Regions from separate parts of the Mus musculus genome. Here region 2 is linked to region 1. The links are chromatin contacts, called in public HiCAR-type maps. All regions are on one chromosome and are shown on one strand. Each heading gives the region's core, a stretch centred on a gene start, on an enhancer-like site or on the middle of the called end of the contact. The rest is flanking DNA. Distances are from core to core; before and after follow the strand shown.

Region 1 (7,001 bases), core at 2,383-4,882:
GTTTATATAAACCTTTTAATAGTAGTGTAAAAGTTTTGGATACACTATGTTTGTCTTTTAGGGTGACAATTATATTTTATAGTAGGCGTATAATTTTTATTTCAGCAAGACAGTGCATTAGTTGTTTTTTCATCTTAGACAACATTGGTCTTTTTAATTTTAGCCACTACAGTGAATGTGGCTCTTTTTCTCTCTTTCTTTTTTAAAAAAGAAAAAGTCTTGCTTGCTATATAGAACTGGCTAGCACAGAACTTACTATGTAGCCCAGGCTGGGTTTAAACTTGTAGCAATCCTGTGTCTTTGTTTTTTGAGTGCTGGGATTATAGGCATGCAGTGGTATTTTATTGTGGTCTCTACTTGCATTTCTCTAATGTGGGTACCAGTTCCCAATATGTCAGTCATTGATATTTACATAGTCCAACACAGTGGTATATACACATGACTTGTATTGTCATGCCAGTAAGCTGTTGCAATAATGGCTACTGACTTCCTGCTGAGTCAGGTCATAGAAGACAGTTTAACAGTTGCTGAAAGAAGGAGAAAGAGTCTTTTCTAGGGATGAGCCCACTAATTGGAATACTAAGAACCAGTGCTAAAAAAATATACAAAAACAGTAAACGGACTCAGCAGGTTGTATTTGTGTGTGTATGTGTGTGTGTGTGTGACAATAATCATCAAAGAAAAAGAAGCCATAAATTTAAGATGGAATAGGAGGGGGAAATGGGAGAGGTTAGAGGAAGGAAAGGGAAGGGAAAATGATGTGTATTTTAAATTAGAATTAAAAAAAAATTTGGTCTAGAAAGAAGGCTCATGGATTAAGAGTATTGGCTCTCTCCTCCCCACAGAGGATCATGGTTCGATTCCTGGCACTCACATGGTAAGGAACAATTATCTGTAATTCTAGTTCGAGGGACTTAACACCCTCTTTGGGCCTTCTCAGGCACATATAGGCAGGCAAAACATCCATATACATAAAATAGATATAATTTTTAAAAATTGGGAGTGGGTAGAGAGATGGCTCAGTAGTTAGGAGTACTGATTGTTCTAGAGAATCTGGGTTTCATTTCCAGCACCCACATGGTGGTTCACAACTATGAACAACTCCATTTCTAGGGCATCAGACGCCAGGCATGTACGTGGTACATAGGCATATATGCAGCAAAGCACCCATACACATACCATTTTTTAAAATGTAAAAATACTGTAGTTTTTATCTTTTTATCTTTTAAAGTACTCACTCTGAGGAAAATAGTCACATGAGGACCGGTAAGCAGCAACACGGAGAGGTAAATATTGTGGGGACTGAGGCCTCCTGCTAATCACTGATTTGTCAGTTATGGAAGTGAGCTACCACTTTGGAAGTAGATTCTCCAGTTATGATCAAGTTTTATGAGATGATCCTGGTCAACACTGACACTGTAAGTTACGAGAATCCCCGACTTGGAACTGCCAAGCTTAAGTTCTCTCAGATTTTTACCTAACAGAAGGAGTATGAGGTAAAAGCTGTTGGTATTTTAAGCTACTTACTTGTTAAGCTGAAACCAACCAACCAACTCACCAACCAATCAGATTTCTGGACATGGAGATGGTGTAGAACAGTATTTAGTGAGCTGTGGGAGTGCCTTGATGCAAAGCAAAAGTGAAAGGTATAGGGACTCTGAGGGAAATTCTAGTGGGAGCTTACTGGTAGACCCCAATGGGCTGTGAGGAGGCCTCCAATGAAGCCATGCTATAAAAGAGTGTGGTAGGGTGAATTCTCAGATGGCCTCAGAATCCCTGCCCTTTCATGCTCACAGTCTGTATACTCGCTCCCTGCCTTTGAGTGTGAGCACGGCCTGTGTGAGCCCTGCTGTTATGGTCACGTTGCTCTATATTACAGAAACGGTTTCTGCAGTTGTCAATCAGGTCTCCAATAAATTGACTGAGTGAGTCAGGATTATCCTCTGTGGCTCACACAAGATTACTGGAGGTTAAAAAGTCCACTAGTCACTTAGTTCTACAACATACCTGCTACCTGAGATGTAGTAGGCCCTTCATGCATGCGGAGGTTAGAAGGTATTGTCCAGTAAATGGGAAGACAAGTCTACTCCAAGAAACTTGCTAAATAGTTAATGACATGTTCATCCAAGAGCACACGTTGCCTTCACAGTGAGCAAGATGAATAATCAACTATCAAAGCAAGTCATTTTTTTATGCCACTTTATTTTTTACTGACACAGTGATTGTACAAATTTATTAGGGTAGTGGGTGATAATTCAATACACCCACACGATGTGAAATGGCTAAGTCAGCCATTAGCATGTATAATTCCTTAAATATCATTTCTTTGTGGGTCATCTTTGAAATTTTCTATTTTCTTTTAGTTCTCTATAAAAATATATAACAGTGACTAGGTAGGTGGAACTATATATGTAGCCTTTGTGGCTACATCTATACTGCCCTTGCATGTTCAAGACCCTAGAAAGAAAACCCAAATTATTATCCAAGTGTAATGGCTCACATCTGTAATTCCAACATTTGGGAGGCAGAGGCAGGACAATTGTTATGAGTTTGAGGTCACCAGAACTACATAACTACATTGCCAGTTCTAGCCTATCATAGGCTACAGTGAAACTCAAATACCAACTGAAATACACACACACACACACACACACACACACACGTAAGTAAATTGTAAACTAGCAATCCTACTGTCCTGCAGAGCAATGGTACTTATTCTTCCTGTCTTCCTCCATCTACACGAGGGCCCTGCTAGGTAAACACATATTCTACCATTGAGTTACACTCACTATTAAGCTGTATTTTTTTAAGTATTAAATTCTATTTATTTCACTATCAACATATTAATATGTAATAAAATATAATATGCAAAATATATGATATACAATAAATATTAGGTATGTCCACAGACATTGGGAGACAGCTTGTGGGAACTGGTTGTCTCTTTCACCCTATGGGTCCCAGGGAGTGAACTCAGGTTGCAGGGTTGGTGGCAAGAGCTTTTACCTGCAGAACCATCTCACTCGCCCTATCTAATAGGAATTTGTTAGTTGTCACCTCCAGAATTGGAGGCAAGCGCCTTTACCTACTAAGCTATCTCACTGGCCCTAACTAATTGTATTTTGATAGCAGCTACCTCCATCCTTCTTCCCTTCGTAGTCTCTAGTGATCACTCTCCTACTTTAAGTACATTAATTTAAAGAGAAATAAACGTCAGTACAAATGGAGAATACTTTTTTTTTTTTTTTGGTAATAAAAACGTATTTTTGTTTAACATTTTTTTTCTTTCTTTCTGGAATTGGATCAACAGAAATCCAGCCAGCCTGCACAGATAAAGCGAAGGAATAACGGACTTGGATTGTGAGTAGGAAACCACAGGGCTGGCCTTCAGGTACAGGCAGTGCCGCCTGGTCCCAGTCCTGCCAGCTCTGGTCTCTCCTCCGGGGTCTTTCGTAGATCCCATCCGGGGCCACAGGCTTGTGCGAGGCTCTTGCCTAGCGCCTCCGGAGCCGGCTGCTGAAGGACAGGAAGCCGGAGAAGCTCCAAACCCCAGGGTCCTCCAGGAAAGGCTCAGCGACCAGCACCGAGCGACGCACGTGCTTTTGTTGTGGTGTGACGTCACGAGTTCTGCCCCGGAAGTAGTTGCTCCATATCCCGCCCCAACATGGCGGCGCCCAGCTCTTTAAGTCAGCACCTGCTTTTGCCCAGCTTGTGATTTTTAACCTTGGCGGCGTTGGGAGACCATGGACGCGCCGGGCTTCACGGCCTCGCTGGTGGTGAGTACCGGGTAGGGGTGGGCTGCTGGGTGCAGGCTGCGTGGGAGCTGTGGCGGCTTCTCTGCACTGCCGCTTTCTTCCGGGTTTAAGCAGTGGTCGGTCTGTCCTCAGGTCACTGGCTGCTAGATCTAGGACCAAGCCTAGAGACGTCTGGGAAGTCTGTTCTCAAGGCTTGGTGGCTTCTGATGGGCTTTTAGAGATGAGGTATGCTTGACACATTGTCTTATTTACTGAAGGCTTCAGTAAATTAAGACTTCCCTTGTACACCATATTCACCTGAACTTGGGAATTAAACATGCAAATACACACTATTCAGGAAAACACTTACGACCCATCCATCCAAGATACTAGCTTGTCTTTTTGAAGTTTCTACACATTTAGTTCCTAGTAATCTGCTCATTTTTCTCCACGTTTAGGCTTTGAAGAAATACTGAGCATAAGTAGTGGTGTTGTGGAGTCGATGGTTTATTGGCTAATTCTGTCGATTTATGAGAACCAGTGCTTTTTGAGGGGCCTATAACAGCAGGTCTAGCAGGAGATAATAGATTTAGCAGATGTAAGAGAGACTGGTTAACTTTGATTTTATTCTGGAAGAGTGAACAGAAGCAGACAAGAAATACCTTCATTTTTAAAATGCTCCTGCTAAGGGCAAATAGAAGCCCAGGGGCATTTGTTTACAGAACTAGCTACTGCTCTGATGGAAGGGTTGGAGATAGAGTGTTGAACAAGAGAAACCTGCCCATAAGAGTTAGATGTAGGAGACAGTACAGAAGTGACTGCTCGGGTAAGTGACAGGTGGACTAGGTTCAGGACATTATGGGAAGAGGTGATAACAGGTTATGGGCCAGGCATCCTAAATATATGAGATTCATTTGTGTTTGGGGAGATGGCTCAGTAGTTATAGCATCTGTAGTTCAGTTCCCAGAACCCTGGGAAATGTTGGGTGGGTCTGGTGGCCCATGTGTAATTCCGGTGCTCAGAAGGTGGAGACAAGGGATCCCTGGAGCAAGCTGGTGAGCTAGACTAACCTTTAGTGATCTCTAGATCCTTTGCTTCAGTGAAGAAAGAGGAGAGACAATGAGAAAGACTTCTGACTCAAGGTTGGGCTGCACACACACACACACACACACACACACACACACACACACACATATGTGCACGAGCACAAGCACATAGCACATCGCACCCAGGCTCATTTCATTGTATTTAATTTTCATTTACTGTTATTTACTTCTCCAAAGCTCTGAAAGCACAGGTGCTCTTTCCCCCATTTTGTACATGAAGAAATAGAAATGAAATCGTTTTCTAAGAAGATCCAAGGCTCTCCCAAGAAGTGAGCTCATGCCAGCTAGCTCTGTCTGATAACAGACCTGTGCTCTGAGGCCATAATTTAACCTGAGAGAATTTCTGAAGGAATGGAAGAATACTCAAGCCCAATTCGACAGCCACCTTTTCATTCTTAAGAGCAGCCTCGTTGAACAGATTGAATCCTACAGCCCTCCTGTTAGGAGGCGATGATGAATTGGCTTTTAGAGAAGTGTCCCAGGGTATAAGTACCACTGTGATTGGGGGAACGAACGCCTAGAAATGTTATCATCTTATGGTTGATTGGGAAACCCTGCAGTGTCAGAGATGCTGGGTTAGTTGTTAGACAAGTTGAAGGTGACTGACCTGACTTGTACTCCGAAGACTCTTGCATTACCACACATGATTGGTAGTATAAAGGAATATATAAATATAGTTATGAGAGGAATAGAGGAGGTAGCCTTTTATTCTTAACTGGAAGGTTGGGGATAGCTCTATGAGGAATAGCATTTGGTTGCTGTCAAACCAGCAGATGGGATTTTTGGCAGGGATATGTGTGTCTGTGGGGTTTAAAGGGGGGAGAATTAGGTGGTAAGAAGGCCATTCCAGATTTCGAGAAAAACCTAAGCTAAAGCAGAGAAGGAGAAAGTTCTGGACATGTTTGGGAACCATAGTAGTTCATCATAGTTGGAGTGAATGGCGCTCCACGTTTTGTGCAAGTGTACAGGTTGCCAATGGAGAGGAGAAGCAAGGGCCGATGAGGGCACGCTCTCAGTTATTCTTTACCTAGTGCCTGTCAGCTGCAGCCAGTGGATTGAAGAAGTTTTGAAGGACTAGGCATATTCATGTTGAATGGCTTTGACTTATGCTGCAGTGTTCCTTATAAACCAAGCAATAAAAAGCAGTAATAATACTCCTACTTATCACAAAGCCCATTCCAGGGAGGTATTTAACCTCTAGCCACCTGTGTGTATGTGTCTAGACTTGGGTTCACCCATAGTTGCGTGTAGTCAGAGGTGGGAGTGTACAGTATGTATTATATCACTTACTTGATAAATTTAAGAGCATAATGTATGTCTCTCTGCAGGGAGAGGCACAGATTGACTTTGGGGGGTGGTACTGGTGCTTGCATTCAGAGCCTCATGCATGCCGTTCAGGTCCTAGGTAGTTGATTGGTTGTGCACAGCTTTCGAGTTTTCTGCCCCCCACCCCATCTTGTCTTGTTTTGAATTTACACTTTTTCAGCACAAGTCACCCTAAATCTTGAACTTGGTCAGTTGCCTGATAACCTTTTTAGCAAATGATCAAACTTAAAGAACAAATGAATCTGATAGTGCCTCTTACAATCTAGCTGGTGATGACTTGTGTCTGCACAGAGTACTTGTGAAATTGTATGCATTCCCTAAAGGTTTTGCTTAAGTGTTAAATATATTACGTGGCTGAGCAGATGCTCCGAGAGTCTCTGTTTGTCATGCTCATAAAGTTATGAGACATCTTAGTAAATGACATCTCAATTATAGAAGCGTGAAGTCCACACACAGAATAACTTGTGATTGCCGTTTTACTAGGCCAAATCTCTGGTCATTTTATCATCAGAAGATAAGAGCTATGATGAAAAAGGTTTAGAGAATTGATGCCTGCACAGCAGCCCTACATTTAGAGAAGAATTCATTGATTAAAGTTTAGCACCAGATAGCTAGCATTTCTCTGAACTGTGGGAGATTAAAGAGAAAACCACAGTGCAGCTTGTTTTTAAAGAATCGGTGCAGATCACAGTTCTCATCAGATTTTTGTTCTGTGTTCTGAGGAAAGGAAGGCAGCATGTTTACTTGCTGAACGGCATTAAAATCCTTTAAAAGAGTGACAAGGATGCCAGATGGTGGCTCTGTTCCGACATCCCTTTGAGCCTCTTCTAGGATG
Region 2 (7,249 bases), core at 2,022-4,521, 3.3 Mb after region 1:
AAGGAAAAGTTTTTTCTTCATCTGTCTGGAAAGTCCGAAGACTCCTGACCTCAGACCTGGTTGGAGCAAGGAGTGGAAATGTCTTAGTTCTCTGCTTCTCTATTCTTCTATCTCTTCTGCTTGCTTCTACTTCCCTCTCCCCCATCTTTTTGCTTAGCTACCCTGGGTAACTATAGGTCAGTACATCTAGATTTTTTCCTTCTCTTCCATCCCAGGCTTCCAAAATCAGAACTATTTGAGGAGAAAATTTCTAAGGAAAAAGTGGTGTTAGGGTCCGATGTCAATTCCTAAAGGAATCACTGTATTAAAAGATGATGTTATATGGGGCAGAGCCACCGGTAAACTGCTTAGGGTCCAGGAAATCACCTCACATCCATGCATATGTAAACCCTAATTCAACTCAACGAGCTTATAAAACAAAACAAAACAAGCAAACAAAGAATACCAACAACAAACCCCCATAGACTCAAAAGTAGAAGGGGGGCTGTGTTGGGAAGAAGATGGGTTCCAGGGGGAGAGGGAGGGGCTAAGAGAGAGAAAAGGGGGTTTATTCTAATCAAAATATATTACATATACATAGGAAATGTCAACAAGTCCGCAATTATTTTAAAAGATAGGATTCTATAATGGTCAGGACAAAGTCACATACCCACTCCCACAGGGTGGCAGATGGCACTGTAACAGATGATCCTTCGAAGGTTTTCTGAACAGAGAGCAGAGTGAGCACAAAGAAAAGATACAAGAGGGGGAAACAGCAGCTGGATGTGCAGTCTTAAGACAACTCCAGCTCAGGGCTACACCCAGAGAGCTCTCTGGAAACTGCTTCAGTGAAGTCTTGAATGTTCTCACTTTTACTTTCGCTTTAAGAATGATCCTTTAGGTCTGGGATATCACTCTTTAGCTTAGGCTGGCCCTAGACTCCCAATGTAACCAAGATGACTTTGAACTTCTAACCATCCTGAATCTACCTGTCCCAGGTGCTGTGATTATGGGATTGATTATGCCACCATACTAGTTTATGCAGTGTTGAAGACTGAATCAAGGGCCTCATACACCATAGACAAAGGCTCTACCAACTAAATCACATCCCAGGCCTCATTATTGTTCTAAACCTCAATTCTGGTACAAGTCTTTGACAGCCAGCCTTCCAAGGGCCAACAGACCATGTTTAGGCACAGTGTCTTTCTATTTGTGTGTTCTAAGAAGAACGTACATAGCTTTGTTCAGGAAAAAAAAAACAAAAACAAAAAAACCAACCAACCAACCAACCAACCAACCAACCAACCAAACACAACTCCTAATGGGTCAAGAGATTCAGACAATGAAAAGGCTCAGCGTTTCTCAGTCGGGGTGATATTGGGCCAGAACGCTTGCTGTTAGGCACAGTGTTTAGCATCTGTGGTTCACACCTCATCAAATTCTGGACTTGCTCCAAGCCCATCAGTTTCTGCTCCCACTTTCCAGCACTGACTATGGAGGACCTGGATGAAGTTCAGAGTCTAAACACACATGCTGCTCTCTCGGTTTACTTCCCTTCTTCTATACTGTTACCTCTGAATATTGTTTCTAGCAGTTAATATATCCATGAACATCTTGAAGCTTTTCAGGGTGATTTCAGATATCCTGCCATGCTATTGCTATAGGAAAGGACCCCCGAAGTATTTTAAGAACAATATTCAGCTACAAAATGTTGGTTATTGCTACCTCAACGATGTATACATTTTCCAGTTCTCACTCACCACTCCTATTCATGATCTTTCTGATATAAAATTAAAAAAGAAAAAGCTATACTGTGAGGCAAGATATAGGAGTGGGTAACTCCAAGGAGATGCCCAACCATCAGTGTAGACCTTTTAGGATCATCATTTAGTTTATCAACTCCTGAAAGTGAAAAATACACAGAAGAGATGCAAGCTTGCCAAGAATGCCTCCAAGATACACAAAAGAAAGCCAAAATTAATCATCACTGAGCAGCTTTTAAAAAATTCTATGTATGTATTATGTGTACCTGCACCTGCATTCAGCTGTCAGGAGACAGATTGCAGTAGTTAATAGTTCCATTCTTCAGTCATGTGTGTCCTGAGGACCAATTGCAGGTTGTCATGTTTGCAAATAAGTAAATTTACCGACTGAGCCATTTTGCCTGCCCCTAGTGTATACAAATTGCAAGTAATTCTTTCCTTACTTTTGACCTTGCAACACCATCTCAAATAGGTTTCCTAATCTCTTCTTTCATAGATGAGGAAATTAAGGCTTCTAGGAATCCAATGGACATGTCTAAGATTACACAGGATTTCTTAGAAGAACTAGGAATTTCTGCCATCTTAAAATGCCACCCTTAACTCCAATGTCTCAAAGCACTCGTTGATGTTTTATACAACATGAAGAGTCCTGCTGGAACTAACCAGAAGACAGGTCTGAACATACAAATGAGCTAAAGTGCGGTCATTTAATACATCACCTAGCCGAGTACCTTGAAGCTGCACCGGCTTGCAATGTTAGGACAATCTCATCTGAACTCCCAGCCAACTGAGAAATTGAAAGCAGACGGTGGTGGTGGTGGTGAAGCTGTTTGGTAACTTGATGTCTTTTAAAATTAACTGAATCCTTCAAGTGCTGCTTTAGATTAGAGGTGACTAATTGGATAAAAGGAAAGGAGCCTTTCAACTGATGAAGAGTATTGTGGGAGCTTATACTGAGTTCCAGAAAAAGAACGCACAAGAACAACTCCTCCAATAATGCTTTCATTATAAAAGTGAAGTTTCCAACACTCTGTTTCAATAGAGGACAAAATGATGTGTCGCTGCAGTCCAGAAGAGCTCGGGGGCTAATAGAAAGTCCTTTTATTTTAAAAATGGGTTTTAACTCTGACCGAAACTTTCTAGTTTCAAAACCCCTTAGTGTTTTATTTTTTAAATGAACGCTCGGCGTGTCCTCGCAGATGTCTAAACCAGGAGGGACAGTAGAAGCCCAGGCTGAGTTGTTCTTATTAATATTAAACAGCCAGGTCTGTATCCTTGAAGCAAACCGGAGAGACACGGAGAGGAGCTGCTGACATTGACAAGGAATCCAAACAGGACTTGCACTATCCGTGTACACCACGTTGTCTCTCCCCGGTTTGACCTTCTGGGAGTTGTAGTTTTTGCGGAAGCTGATATCCTGGAGAGCTGGTGTGCTCTGCCCAGGCGGAACCACAAATCCCAGGGCGCACCGGGCTCAGCCCCTCCCGCTCTGGTGTGAGAGTAAACTCACCGCGCCGGGGCGGGCGGCCGGCTAGCGGGCTGAGTGGGGCACTGCGCGGGGCGCGCGGCTTGGGGTACCCGAGGCCCCCCATCTTTCTCAGGTGCCCGGGTTCTGGTCCAAGTCCCAAGCAGTGGAAGGCGGGCAAGAGGGAGTCATGCAGTCCGAATCGGGAATCGTGGCGGATTTCGAAGTCGGGGAGGAGTTTCACGAAGAACCCAAAACCTATTACGAACTCAAAAGTCAACCTCTGAAGAGCAGGTGAGTGGTGACAGCTGGAGGGAGGCGCGGCAGGAGGCCCATGGGCCCCGCGCCTGCTACCCTGGGAGGAGAACAGTCAGTCTGGATAGCTCTAGGACAAGGACCCCGTGCCCTTGCCTTGGGGTACAGGGCGACCTGGCCCCTGGCATTTAGGGTCCCGCTTACAGACGACTTGCTTGCATCCCAGGGTATCTGACAGTGGCATTTTGGGGACACCGCGAGTCTCTTGGGATGGCTCATCCAGACGTGGGGACCCTCGGCTGCAGATGCCAGCTGCTGAGCTAGATGGGGGCTGGGGCGGTACCCGGCGCGAGGTGGGGTAGGAGGAGCACCGGACAGGGACTGTGATCTGGTGCTACCAAGAGCAATTTTTCTGAAGCTCCCTAGCAGGCTGAGGGGCTCAGGAGAGGGGGATCTGATGCTCCAGGGCAGCGATGAACTGGCCTGGAGGTCTTCCCTTGTAGACCAGCCCCTCTGGGAGATACTACTCAGAGAGGCCTCTAGGTGAAGTTCACCTGAGCTTCACCTTTCACCTGCCACAGGACAGCACCGAGGAGGTGTGTGTGTGTGTGTGGGGGGGGGGGGTGAATAAAAGGAGGGGAGGAGGTTGTGGGTGGGCGTGTCTCTCAAGCTGGGCAAGCTGTCTGGAATAGAAGTCTTTACAAATGCAAGAAGGAAGGAAGGAAGGAAGGAAGGAAGGAAGGAAGGAAGGAAGGAAAGAGAGAAAGAAAGAAAGAAAGAAAGAAAGAAAGAAAGAAAGAAAGAAAGAAACAAACAAACAAACTACCTTAGAGGTCTGTGGTGGTTGGGAATGCTCTCTTGGCACCTACACACATTTAATTCTCCAGGCGCTTCAAGAACTTTGGGCCTAGAGTGAAGATGTTCTCTAGTCTGGTGCCTCCCAACTCTTCAGTACCTCTGCAGTATCCTAATCCCTCACGCCACCCTCCATTGCTACTTGCCTGGCAGAATCGGTTATCACTCTCTTTGGTCCCTCTGGACCCTTGAAGTGCTTCTTATTTGTCATGTTTACAGAGAGGGGGATAGTCACTGGAATCTGTGACTTTATTTCCACCCTTTCAGTTGTGCGATGAAGTAAGGCTAACATCATCACCTGGTGCATCAATTGTCTAGGGTCTAGATGAGTGAGGTTCCCCTGGTAGAGGGGCAGAGGGACTCACTTTCAGGGGCCAGGAAGGCAGAATTGAGGGGTGGAATCTTTGGTTTGGGAGACAAAAAGGCTGGGTCTTATAAAGTGGAGACAGGTTGCTTTCCTTCAGGGCTGGGACAGGACCTTGAATCCAGTCATGGGAACAAACTCTGGGAGGAGCAGAAGCCCTGGCTCCCTGGCTAAGGCAGGCTTTTTGCACATGCTTGTGGCAGAGTGGAAGGAAATGTGTTAGGCATCAAGATGCATAAACTCAGCCTTTCACTAGTGGCTTCTTTTCATAATGGCTATTTGTGTGTGAATGTAGATAAGGGTGTATTGGGTGCTCTGAGAGTGATACTGTGTAAAGCGCATTGTTGGTTATGCTCATTAGAGCTTTATCTGCATGTGGCTGAAGGGACCAGTGTTTTACTGAGCAGTCAGTCCCTGCTTTTGCTTCTATAAGCAAATGCTTACAAGGCCAGAATGAGGGGGGCAGGGGGAGTGTGTGCGTGTGTGTGTGTGTGTGTGTGTGTGTGTGTGTGTCTGAAAGAAATTAATTAACTGGGCTCTTCATTTTGATGGTGGCTGATACATTAAATGAGTTTGAGGGAGTGAAGAAGGTACCTCTGGGGAAAACCAATGAGTGCCCTGACACTCATGGGGAAGGATTTGGTTCTATTCTTTTACCCAGTCAGCAAGAATGGCACGCAAGAGCACATGTCCTCTGTAGCTAGCTAGCTAGCACAGGAAAGGAAAAATGTGGGACTGTGGGCATAAACGGCTTCACATGTTGGTACGAGCAGCAGGTGCCAGGTAGCATGGAGTAGATATGCGTTCTTTGAAATAAACCCGTTAAATAAAATTTGTGACTAAGTTTCTGGAGTACGTTGACATCTTTTCTGACTGTTTTTGACAGTTGTCCTAATGGTATTATCATTGACATCGGTGTGTGACTTTAAATGTGGCTCAGGGCCTTCTCGTTGACTGTAGTTTGAAGACTTTGCTGGGGCATCCCTAACGTCCTGGTTAGGAAAAAGTTGTAATGAAAATTTGCAGATTCTCGTAACAAGGACACCTATCCATTCTATTGTCTCCATCAGCAGTTCTTAATCTGTGGGTCGAGACCCCTCGGGGGCCGTTCAACAACCCTTTCACAGGGGTTGCATGTCAGATATCCTGCATAATCAGATATTTATATTTATGACTCATGACAGTAGCAAAATTACACTTATGAAATAGCAACAAAAATAATTTTATGGTCGGGGGTCACAGGAACATGAAGAACTATATTAAATGGTTGCAGCATTAGGAAGGGTGAGGACCACTTGTCAAGATTGTTTCAGAATTCACCCATTTCTTGCCTATCTCTCTGCTGTAACTTTGACCAAGTCATTGTCAGTTTTTGCCTGAATTATTGCAGCAATCTCTTAACGCTCTCAGCCTTGGCCAGTTTTAGTAATTTTAAATTTAGTGCCACAGTATTCTTATTAAACTGATTTTTTTTTTTTTAAGGCTGAGATCTGACTGAGTCAGTAACATGCTTGCCACACAAGTGTGAAGGCCTGAGTACTTTTCCAGGAGCCCACATGAAGGCAGGCAGGCGTGGGGCTTGGTGGTTGTAATCCCAGCACTGGGGAGGAGGAGATGCGCTTGCTGGCAAGCCAATCTATCTGAATTGAAAAGTAAGAGATAAAAGATGAGAAACTGTATCAAACAACCAAGTGGTGAGTGACTGAGGGAGACACCTGAAGTCGGCCTCTAGTCTTCGCATGCATGCACAGACACACACCCACACACCCCTGTACACAGTGTACCGGTGCATACATCTGAATGTGTATACACACATACGTATGCACAAACCACAAATTAGAGAACAAACCCCTATGGAGAACCTCAGTCATCACTGTGGGAAGTTGTGAGTAGCCTTTAGCAGGTAGAGTGCAGGGATGTGCTAGCTTCGCTACACTACCCAGGGCAGCTTCCACAGCCAAGAATCCTCTGGGCCCTGAGCTAAAACTCAAGTTAGATCATGCTGTCTTCTCTAGTTGAAGCCCTCCACAGCTCTTTTTTTCCCCAGTCCTTCAAATGGCACAATGCAGCATATGTGTCAGGCTGCCCTTCAGCTCTGACCTTATCTCTTGCTGCTTATCATTCTAAGCAGAGCCCAGGCTTCTACCTTTGGATATTCATTCATTATACCTGCCTCTGCTTGGGCCATTCTTTGCCCAGACAGCCACAGCTGTAGTACAACCTACCCAACCAACTACTAATCTTCCTTTTAATGTGCCCTTAATTCTCATCATATGGATAGTGTGGCCTTCTGTTCATAATTACTCTCCCTCTAAACGCTCAGTCTTCCTTATCCGGCTGTGTTTCTTTCATAGTGTTAATGTTATAATTTACAGTGTAATTTGAATATATATGTGTGGGAACATATATATATATATATATATATATATATATATATATATATATATGTGTGTGTGTGTGTGTGTGTGTGTGTGTGTATATATATGTGTATATATATATATATATATATACACACACACATATATACATACACACACCTCACACACATAGGTGTACACACACACACAC

What was found. HiCAR-type assays count read pairs that join an accessible place to other places.
Region 2: a HiCAR-type map of astrocytes shows a contact between it and region 1, with 6 times the contacts expected there. The contact joins the promoter of Mitf here to the promoter of Slc25a26 in region 1. A contact is called at or near these places in 1 of 39 promoter capture datasets (pre-B cells) and 1 of 115 datasets of contacts at active chromatin or transcription factors (astrocytes).

The regions. Positions count from the first base shown.
Region 1 is chr6:94,496,682-94,503,682 of GRCm38.p6, forward strand. It overlaps Slc25a26 (solute carrier family 25 (mitochondrial carrier, phosphate carrier), member 26), which reads left to right and starts at 3,633. Exons shown (of 10, transcript NM_026255.5): 1 at 3,633-3,776. The coding sequence starts at 3,744.
Region 2 is chr6:97,803,787-97,811,035 of GRCm38.p6, forward strand. It overlaps Mitf (melanogenesis associated transcription factor), which reads left to right and starts at 3,272. Exons shown (of 10, transcript NM_001113198.1): 1 at 3,272-3,501. The coding sequence starts at 3,398.